Linked DNA regions of Mus musculus: all the other regions are linked to region 1. A link is a contact called in public Hi-C and HiCAR-type data. All regions are on one chromosome and are shown on one strand. Each heading gives the region's core, a stretch centred on a gene start, on an enhancer-like site or on the middle of the called end of the contact. The rest is flanking DNA. Distances are from core to core; before and after follow the strand shown. Region 1 holds the start of Cep350 (centrosomal protein 350). Region 2 holds the start of Smg7 (Smg-7 homolog, nonsense mediated mRNA decay factor (C. elegans)). Region 3 holds the start of Cacybp (calcyclin binding protein).

Region 1 (3,566 bases), core at 334-2,833:
TTCATATTCTGATTAAGGTGTACTAAGTTGAATGCAGTAACAGTTCAGATTTGTTGCATTTAATAGTTTGTCAATTTAGCATACAAAACCTCTTACACTTTCATGGGCTTGCAATAACTTCTAGTACAGGTCTAGGAGTCTCCCAAAGTCACAATCCCAAGTTATTAGCAGCACGCTGCCTTTTTAAAAAGCAGTATTTTAAATTAAGAAAGTTTTTAAATGGAGAGCAGTTTGTAGTATTTCATTATTGCCTCTTCAAAAATTCCCAGGTGCTAATAGTAGGTTGGTCTAGGATGGACTGTCCATTTAAATCTTTAAAATACAAGCGAAGGGAGCAGGTTAACATGGCAACACTAACGACTTCTCCAATTTCAAAACAAGAAACACCAGCAAAACAATTAAGTAGAGTACATGGATACCGACCACTATTCCTAAGGGCCTATTTTTTCCCCCCAAATGAAACATTTGTTACAACATCAAAAAATCCATTTAAAAAAAAATCTATACCTATTTGCAAGTTCCGAACTTGAAAACTAAAACCCTGGCAAATTTCTGCCTGTATCTGTGACATTAACTAAATATGATTTAGCATATTAGTCTGAATTTAAAAGAGGGGGGAGGGGAGGGAAAGTGACAACTTCCAACGTGTAAGGCTTGTTAAATGTCACCCCCTCTCCACCCAATCATGTGTGAATAAGCCGGTGGACTCCATTCAACAACTGCTGCTGGACTGGAGGTGATCAAAGTTTTCCCCATACTGCACTTTGAGAATATTACACCCAGGAAAAGGAACAGAAACTGTTCCTGACACTGGAGCTAGTGCCCCGGAATTTCCCAAAATATGCTCGATCTCCAAACGAAGAAGGGACACTTCGGAGACCAAAGGTGAGAGGTGGCTTAACTCTATGCAGACAAGAGGAGGGGCGAGGGTGCTGAGGGCGACACTGGCAGGTAAGCAAAGAAATCTTGTCTTCCGTGGGCACCAGTAGGTCCGGGAGCCCAGGTCTCAGGATGACCCTCCAGGAAAAGTCTCGGGACCCAAGGAGGGTCCCCGGGGGGGACGTCAGGCAGTGCCAGGGGGGCCCCGCCCCGCCTCTCTGGCCACCTCGGGGACCTGGGACCGCGGACAGAGACATCCGAGGCGGAGCAGGCTCCGCCAGGTCTCCCCGCAGCTCACCTGAGAGTGTCGCCTCCGCCCTCGGCTCCCACGGTGCATCCCGCGGGGCCTGGCGGAGGGTGCAGTGACGCCGCCCCGACCGGCCCCAGGGCTGCCCGGCCTGGCCTCCCCGCTCCGGGGACGCACCGGGTGCCCGCCTCGCCCCGGCTCCCGGGATCCGCCGGGCGGCAGGCAAGGAAGGAGAGGCGCAGAGGCGGCCTTCCTCTGCCCCGCCGCGAGCCCCCTCCCGAGCTGCGGCTCTCCGCAGTCCTCTCAGGCGCAGGTCCGGCCCCGCTCCCCCGCCCCGGGAGTCACTTCGGCAGCGGCGGCCCAGTCGCCATTACAGCTCAACAACTGACACGGAGGAGGAGCGGCGCCGGCGGCAGTGGCGGTGGCGGCGGCGCGAGGCAGGGCGGGAGCAGTCAGGGAGGGAGAGGGCGGGGGGGGGGGGAGAGAGACTCGCCAAACCTCGCGAGAACTGTCCGGAGACGGTTCCGCAGGAATGCAACCCTGGGTGAAGGCCAGCCATGTTGAGTGTGGCCGACGGAGGAGCGCGATCGGACCCGAGGCTAGAGGATGCGGGGAAGCCATCTTTGGTGTGGCGCTTTGGGAGCTCGGCGGGACTCGGGAGGAGCCAGAGTCTATCCGCAGAGGAGACCACCCCCTTCCCTTTGACGCTAATTGGGCCTTCTGGCTGAGCGGGTCACCCCCGAGCCAAAACACGCTGAGGACTTGACAAGGGTGACCCAGGGATCCGGGACCCGGCAGACGATTCAGAAGGAATCGTCACTCTAGGCGGATCGGAGTAACCGCAGCTTTGCGGCTGCTCGCTGCTGTCACTGCGGCCCTCTCATTGGCCAGGGGTTTACAGTTCTGTTCAGCACGCACACTGATGGCTTAAGCTCTTTCCAAAACAAGCAAAAACTACGTTTCCTTTCCCTTCGGTGTTGTGGTTTGAGAAGCCCTCTGGGGTCAACATATTTTCTCTTAGCTTTGTCTTTGTCACCAGCCTCCGCTTGGTGAATTTTATCGTCTGTCAAGACTGTAAAGGACAGCTTTTCTGCGAATAATGCCTGACACCTTCCGCTAGGTGCTCACTGCAGCTAAGCTCTCCACCTTCTGGGCTCCGATAGTTACTTTGCCTCGAAATTATTTCTCATCTAAAGTACCATGGGTGTCTTAAAGTCTCCTTTTTCTATGTATACCCAGTAGGGCCTGGCACAGTAACTACAACACTGTAGATGTTCAATAAATGTTCGCTACCTTGACCATATCAATAAAAGCAGACGACAATAACTGATCCTCCCCATAAGACAGCCGCGCCTCAGCAGGAACTACGTGAATGTACAAAAGTCCTGCACATATGTCAATGTATACACCCTCCCTGAGAACAGCACTTCAGCAAAGAATGAGAGTTGTGGAGATCCCGAGTACGCAAGCAGTAGCAAGAAAAAGATTTGAAAGGTGGAACTGCGGCAGGGAAATGGATTAGCAGGTAAAGGGAATTGCCACCACGCCTGGCGATCTTAGTTTGATCCCCGGACCCAGAATGGTGGACCAAGAGAGCAGATTCCTCTAAGGTGTCCTCTGATCTGCATTGCGTGCAGGTGCATGAGAAGACATGTATGATTACATACATACATACATACATACATGTAATAAAAAGAAAAGTGAAATTTACCTTTTCTCCAGCCTAGTTATTTTAAAGAACGTATCCAATCCCCTTATTGAGTTATGATTACTTTTTAATAGTGGGTTCTGAAACACTATCTGCCCAATATTATAGCACCAATCAATGGGAAATAATCTCCTTTACTCTAAAGCTAACATAGTTTCCCACCTCCTACGTTACCTCGTGATCAACAGAAAGGCAATGAGGTTTTTGTTATGGTGTCAGCATTGCTCTCTGCTATCAGCCTGAACTCCTGTTTTCATCAAATTTCCAGCATTGGTTCTCAACTGCGCTCTCTCTCTCTCTCTCTCTCTCTCTCACTCTCTCTCTCTCTCTCTCTCTCTCTCTCTCTCTCTCTCTCTCTCTCAGAAGATCCTGCAGGTTGGCATGGAACTCACAGTCTTCCTGAGTGCTAGGATCACAGACCTGCACCACCATGCCTAGATACTAGATAATCTCTCTTCTTTTTGACACTCTGTGATTTCTTTTTACTCCCTCAAGAATATTGGCTTTCAAGTGTATCATAGTCTGTTCGTTTCCCTCACAGTTTTATGAAAGTAGCCACATTCCTCCAGTGCAAATGATTAAATCAGTACGTTCAGAGGGTGCCTCAAGTTTTATCCCTACCCTGCCTCCAGCTGCCAAGATAAGATTAGTGGAAACTTCTCACTTCCTGCTGGCAAAGCTTTTCTCTCTCCATCTCCCTGAAGATGGTACAATAAAGTAGAAAATGCTCTC
Region 2 (3,281 bases), core at 325-2,824, 3.1 Mb before region 1:
TATCAGGCATACACATTGTGCTAAACTCTGGAATTCATGCATCAAAGATTCAGAGATCCCACCACTCTCTCTCCAGTGTAATGAATAACTACTTTCAAAGACAGAATAGCCACTCTGTTTACCACAGAACAACATCAATTCTCTTGCAATATAAATATATATATGGGACCACTCTTAACACATCGACTTCCACATCACTTATGTCTAAACAGCTAAAGAAAATCTTACTCAGTTATCTACCCATTCAATTCTCTTCTCCTCAAGGTTTCAACTCACTTTTTAAAAGTATCTTCCCAAATAAGACCTGCTATTTAAAAGAAAAACACTGTTCCTGAAAGACAAAAAGGCCAGTTTGTAAGTTCCCAGTCTTAGCAACTCCTCCATTAGCCTCAGGCACTAGCAACCTTATTTCCCATTGTGAAGGCTGTATTTTCCCCTCTAGTTTCCTCCAAGCTCTCACTCAAAATCCGTCAAACTATTCTGACTGCACACCAGCTGCTGTCTTTCCATTCAAAATGTTCTCGACGTCGGTGTTAATGCATGTGAGTCTTCTTTAAGTGTGCATCAATCCCTGCTTCCCCTCCCTTACCCCAGACACTCACACACACACACACACACACACACACACACATACACATACACACGCACGCACCCCCAGTACCCATGGGTCACTCTATCTCCTTCATACAAGTTCCTTACATCGCACCTAATGAATGCACACGACTCTCAGAATGGTATCTTCCAACTACAGTTTCTTTCGAGAACATCACCTTGTTCGTAGCACCTCCCTCTTCCCTCGTCTCCCCATCCTTTTTCCCCCTTTCCGGGCTCTCCGACCCCTCTAACTCTGGACAGAAGGCATTATTTCTCCTCCTTCCAGCCCGCGACTAAAGAACAAGCTCGCGTTTCCTGCGGGCTCCCCTTCCTCTCATTTGCCCTCCAGAATGCGCCCTCCCAACCCCCAGGTGTGCCGACTTCCATCCTCCTCTCTCCTGCATCGCCCCGGCCAGCACACCACGTTTCCCGGGCCGTGGGCTCCAGACCCCTTCACACCCACCTCGACTCTGGGTCGCTGCCGGCTCTCCTCTCCCCTACCCCGGCCCCGCAGCCTGCGACCAGAGGCGCGCGCGCGCGCGCGCACACGCACACACACACACTCACACACACGTTCTCGTCTCCCGCTTCCCCAACCTCCCTCCGCTCCTCGCCCGGCTTCCCCCGGAGCGCGGCTCGCCCGGCTTCCCGGGGGCCAGGCAGCCATGTGTGTGCCCGCCCCCTCCCGCAGCCGCCCGCTCGGCCCCGCGCTCGGCCTCCCCGCCCTGGGGACAGAAGGACGCCGCGACTCCCCCACCGCTTCCGAGTCCGCCGGTCCTCGGCCCCCCGAGAGCCTCCCCTTCCCCCGTCGCCACCACGCCTCGGCCAAGCTCCGGCGCTCACCGGAGATACTGCGCGCTCTGCAGGCTCATCCTCCGCCGCCGCGTCTCGCCGCGAAGCCTCCGTGGGTCTCTCAGGCTCCTCGGAGCGGCCCCGCGGCCCCGCGGGTGCTGGCGGTCGCCGCCATCTTCCTCTCCTCCGACTCCTCCTCGCTTGGCGCGGGGTGGGGGGGGGGGAGAGTGAGTGAGGCGAGGGGGAGGGAGTTGGGGGGAGCGGCTCCGGCAGCGGCTGCGGCTCTGGCCTGTGGGGCGCAGGGACGCTCCGGCTCCGGAGGGGGGGGGGAAAAAGAAGGGGAAAGGGGCGGGGAAAGAGGAGGGGAGAAGCAGAGGAAGGAAGTCGGGTTCGCTCTCGCGAGACTTCAGCAGCGCCGGTCCCTCTGGGTGCTTTCCGCCGCTCTGTAGCGCTCCCTCTTGGGATCGGCGAGCGGTGCGGTGCCCGCGCGCCGGCCGAACGATCCGGTGCTGGTGCCCGGCGGCCTCCTAAGGCTCCGTCCTGTTCCTCCCGGGCGCGGGGGCGGCCCCCGGCTCACCGCGGACATCGAGCCCAGAGCAGCCCGGAGTCACACTCAAAGCCTTCCGCCCGGCCACCCGCCCACTTCTCACTTCCTTCCTTCTTTCTTTTTTTTTTTTTTCCCACTCCTCCACTTTCCCCGCCGGAAACGCCACCCCTTCCTCCTACAGTTCCGCCCGCCAATTCCTCGACTCCGGTCGTCCCCTCGCGCGCCGGAGAGTGACGCAGAGGCCTCCCCCGTTTCAGCCGCCCCTCCCCGGGCACTCTGGGAGAAGGTTGGGGGGGGGGGGGGGAATAGGGCGGAGCCCAGGGAGAAATAGAAAGGAAAACCAATCCGATTGGGCAGGCCGCTGCCATGGAAACTGGAGGCTGTGGTTGTATTGTCATAGTAACTGCCGTGTGTAGACAGGGTGACCCTCCCGTAGAGAAACGGGTTCCCTGGAAACTGCCCAGGATTCCCCACTTGGATTCCCTGCCTTTTTAAAAGCCAGAAGTCGAAATGGTTATCCGAGTAGGAAAGTCCATTTCTTCCTCCCTTACTCTCCCAGCAAAAATTGGGGGAGACCCCGAAGCATTCATTTTAGGCATTGCCAGTCCCCCAAGGGTGGAAACCACCTCCATCGTTGCCTATCTGAGCCGGGTAGGGAGAGGGCCGGGCCCGAGAAGAAAAGGCAGGTTATGAAGGCCGGCGGCGAGTGGGTGGGAACGAGAAAGCGAGGGCGATGCTGCGAAGTCAGAGGAAAGGGAAGGGGCTTCCCCACCACTGTTTGAGGCTGGGCAGCGGGATCCCGCCAGAAGCGGGTCCCTAAGGGAAGAGACGGGCACATGACAACCGAGATGCGGCTCCGGCGATCGCGAATGTTCGACTTTTTGTAGCCGGTCGACCCTTGCCTAATTCCTACTCGATATCACCGGCGAGACCTCCCGTAGGCGACTTAGTGAGAGCTCGAACCCAGCCTAGGAGGCTAACACGCAGTTCTTAGGCATTTAGAATGGAGAGCGATCAGAAAGGCTGATGACGTTCTTTCCAGAGGTACCCTCAGAGAGAAAAGACGCTCCGTCATCGAAGGTTGATCTCCAAAGACCCCCTCCTCAAAAACATCTGCAGTGTTTTAGAACTTGCCATAAAAAAAAAGTATCTAGATTTATCTGCATGAGGGAGTTTAAGAAAATAATTTTCCATTTTGAGAACGAATATTTTAAGCATTTTGTGTCAGGTTTAGGGTTAAAATAGAAATAATGGATCCTGATGATGTGGAATCGTGTAGAATAAGTCATTCTGATGGAATGAAGTAATTATTGATATTTTACAGGTTTTATTTTCAATTGATGTTGAA
Region 3 (3,290 bases), core at 261-2,760, 4.2 Mb after region 1:
AAACATGCCCACAAAACAAAACTTGTTTACAAGAAATCACAATCGGCAAGATGGAGAAACAGAAGAGTAGGAATTCCATCTGTACAATGGGACAGTATTCAACCACCCAAAGGAATGCCATACTGATACCACGACTGAACTAGAAAATCCTAAGGCTCCAGCCTAAGTAGATGGAGCACCTACAATGGATTTCTATTTAAGGAAACGAAAATAGTCTGCAACTAGGTAACACTGATGGTTGTACGACAGAAAAAGTTGAATTTCACATCTTAATATGATTGAATAAGGTGAATTTTAATCTCAGAAGAAAAACATGCCCCTATATGCATAGCTCCAAGTCTAAAGTCCCTTCTCTTTTGGAGACAATTAATGCTGCACAACTGTTAAGCCACCCTCTCCACTCTCCCAGTGAGCACGTGGTGCCTGCCTATCTTGTCGCAAGATACCCAGATGAATACTTTAACTTCCTAATTTTTATGTGTTTAAAGCCCATGATTTCTAAGTGAGGGAGAAGTTTCCGAAAAGCAAATCTTAACAGCCAATGTTTCTGTGAAAACAATATGTCAATCACATAAAACCTGTATTGGCCAAAACCCGGCAATTCAATTACTCTTGCTATGGAGACCTCGAGGATCCAAAAAGTCAAGTCATTCACATTCATTTTTTACAAATCTAAAAACACACGCCAGGCAATTTCCTAGTCGTACCTACTGCTCAATTCCCAGTAACTTTTTAAAAATTGCTTTTATACATAAAGACTGGGGGTATACCGGAACGGTAGAGAGCTTGCCTAGCGTGTGTAAGGCCTGCAGGTCCGCCACTGGCACTGCTAAATAAAAACTGAAACCATAAGCACTGTCCAGGGCGTTTAGAAATAATACAGAGAATGTATGTATAACCACCTATAAAATGAAAGCGGTGACCATGACTAGTCATGCGGGCATGGGAATTCCTTCCCATGGCCCCCGGCCCGGAGCTCAGAGCTTTGCAGGAAGGTTTCTGATCCCTGGCCAGGAACCGGGAGCCGAGAAGACCTCAGGCAATGGAGAGAGGGGACCGCCACCCGCGAGCCTACCACGAACCGCGCCAAAAATTGGGATCCAGACACACCCCCGACCTTCCAGCCGCGGCCGGGACACTCAGGCCCAGGCAGGCGGCGGCGTAGAGGCCGCGGGCCCGCGACGGGGGCAGAGCCGAGGACATCAGCCCCGGGAAAGCAGCCGCCGCCCGGCGGCGCGAGCCGGTGGGTCCAGGCCGACCCCTACCTCTTCCAAAACGGAAGCCATGCCGTCGCGCGTCAGACCCGAGGCCGGAGCTGCAGCGGTGCACCGAAGCAGACAGGAAAAGCCGAACACGCCACCCACGAGCGTCGCAGCGCCGGCAGCGAGCTCCACAGACCCGGCGCGACACGGCGGCCCGCCCTCCGCACGAGACGGCTCTGGAACCTTCGCAAGGCTCCACCGGAGCCTCCCAAGGCCCCGCCCCTCCGAGTCTAGTCCCGCCCCCAGGCTGGTTGCCTAGCAACGCTCAATTCTCGCGAGCGATCGAATGCTCAGGAGGCGTCCAGCCACTTCCTTCCGCCCCAGCGATTGAGACGTCGTTCCGCGCCGGCAGAACCGGGCTGCGCAGTCGCAGCTCGCAACCGCGGCCAGACCTAGCCCCGGAACTAACCTTCAAAGGTTTGGGGACCCGATAGGAAGTGTCTCGAGAAGGGCTGCTTCCGCTGGTGCGATGCGGAGTTGCCAGGCCGCCATCTTGTCTTCGGCAGCTCTGAGGTATCGGGAAAGAACAAAGGAGCGCCCCCAAAGAAGCACAACTACCATCAAAAAAGGACGGATTTGTTAAGGGAGGAAGGCTCCTAAGTAGAACAATGGCTTTAAGTGGGCCTTGGGTTTCTGGAGGCGTCCTGCGTCTAGCACCGTTGACGTGGCGCCATCTCGTGGGACTGTAGGAAGGTTGCACGGGCTTCCTGACTGGCTCTGGGCGCCGTGGTGGAAAGCGGCACGGTTTCAAGTGGCCGAACGCTCCATTCTCCCTTGCCTATATGAGCTCTTGATACGAAGTTTTCCACTGCCTTCGCTCTTTACTAGCGGTTTATTTTGTATTTTCAGCAGGGTTTGGATTGAGTGAATTTCCACGTAAAATGTGGAGGAATTCTTAGGACTTTGGGTTGCAGCAGCCCGGATTAGTAAACCCCCAGCGTAAAACCGTTTTTCAAATTATCTTAATTATGACAGCATAGAGACGTCCATAACACCCAGTAAACCGAGACAGAAAACAAACAGTACCCATTGGGAGGTAGAGCAATCTGCTGTCAGCTTACAGATGCTTAGGGGAGTTACTAGCATCAGCAAGTCAAGGAAAATGCTGCTACACTACACTTTATATTAATGTAACATTAAGGCATGCAACCTGTACGAACTTCTCACACAAACTTGCACAAAATGACAAGTTAGACAGGGATGTATGTCGTGTATAGTTGCAACTTAAATAAAAGTCTCAAACCACCAGTCCCATGGCCTATAGTGATAAAAATAAAAACAATCCTTTTCTGGAGTGGACAATGACAGAAAGGTGCCACCCTTTGAAGTTTATGAAAAGGTGAAATAAAAAGGAGGAGGACATGGCTACTTCTAAAGTATGGAGAAGATTTTTTTTATTATTTTTAATTTTTTTTTGTAGCTATAAGGAAGACAGGCAGAGGGAAGGGTCCAGGTCGAACATGACTGTTAGACTAAATACAACATAAGAGCAAGAGGGGCCTTGAACCTGTAAGAGTCCATGAATGGTCTAAGAATCATACCCTAGGCTCAAACAGTATGTAAACGCACAGAGTGTTTTATTCTGCAGAAGTCCAGCGGTGCTGGAGTCTCCCATTACCAGAAATAAAGAGTCAACCAAGTGAGCTTGAAGGCCTGATTTAATGCATGTTAGGAGATTCCATTTATTCCCTAGGGGATGACCTCTAACCCCATTTCTATCGACATTCCATTACTCGGGCATGGAGACTAAAAACTGTTGCTGAAGAAGTCTGGAAACTGGTGCCGACCCATTGTCCTTGCCTCAGGCCAGGTGGTGAGGCAGCTTCTGCGGACTGGCCTTACCCAGTCAAACGGTCAATTTAAAGCCTGTCATGGAGTCAGCCTAACCTTCTCAGACCAAGAGAGGCTGACTCAAACAAGAGACCTAAGTAGCAAAAATGGTTGAGTTATATAGGGACTGGTTTTGGCACAAGACACCCCAAGTCCAAATTCTCAACACAAAGATTTATTTCCTCTAGTGGGACAAGC

Evidence for each region. A called contact is a pair of places that touch in the nucleus more often than the background predicts. HiCAR-type assays count read pairs that join an accessible place to other places.
Region 2: a contact with region 1 is called in a HiCAR-type map of astrocytes, with 4 times the contacts expected there. The contact joins the promoter of Smg7 here to the promoter of Cep350 in region 1. A contact is called at or near these places in 2 of 39 promoter capture datasets (liver and pre-B cells), 3 of 484 Hi-C or Micro-C datasets (B cells, CD4 T cells and natural killer cells) and 1 of 115 datasets of contacts at active chromatin or transcription factors (astrocytes).
Region 3: a contact with region 1 is called in a Hi-C map of muscle stem cells, with 15 times the contacts expected there. The contact joins the promoter of Cacybp here to the promoter of Cep350 in region 1. A contact is called at or near these places in 2 of 484 Hi-C or Micro-C datasets (muscle stem cells and uterus).

What each region holds. Positions count from the first base shown.
Region 1 is chr1:155,971,672-155,975,237 of GRCm38.p6, forward strand. It overlaps Cep350 (centrosomal protein 350), which reads right to left and starts at 1,584. Exons shown (of 38, transcript NM_001039184.1): 1 at 1,178-1,584.
Region 2 is chr1:152,901,072-152,904,352 of GRCm38.p6, forward strand. Smg7 (Smg-7 homolog, nonsense mediated mRNA decay factor (C. elegans)) reads right to left here and starts at 1,575. Exons shown (of 23, transcript NM_001160256.1): 1 at 1,438-1,575. The coding sequence starts at 1,466.
Region 3 is chr1:160,211,382-160,214,671 of GRCm38.p6, forward strand. It overlaps Cacybp (calcyclin binding protein), which reads right to left and starts at 1,511. Exons shown (of 6, transcript NM_009786.2): 1 at 1,266-1,511. The coding sequence starts at 1,286.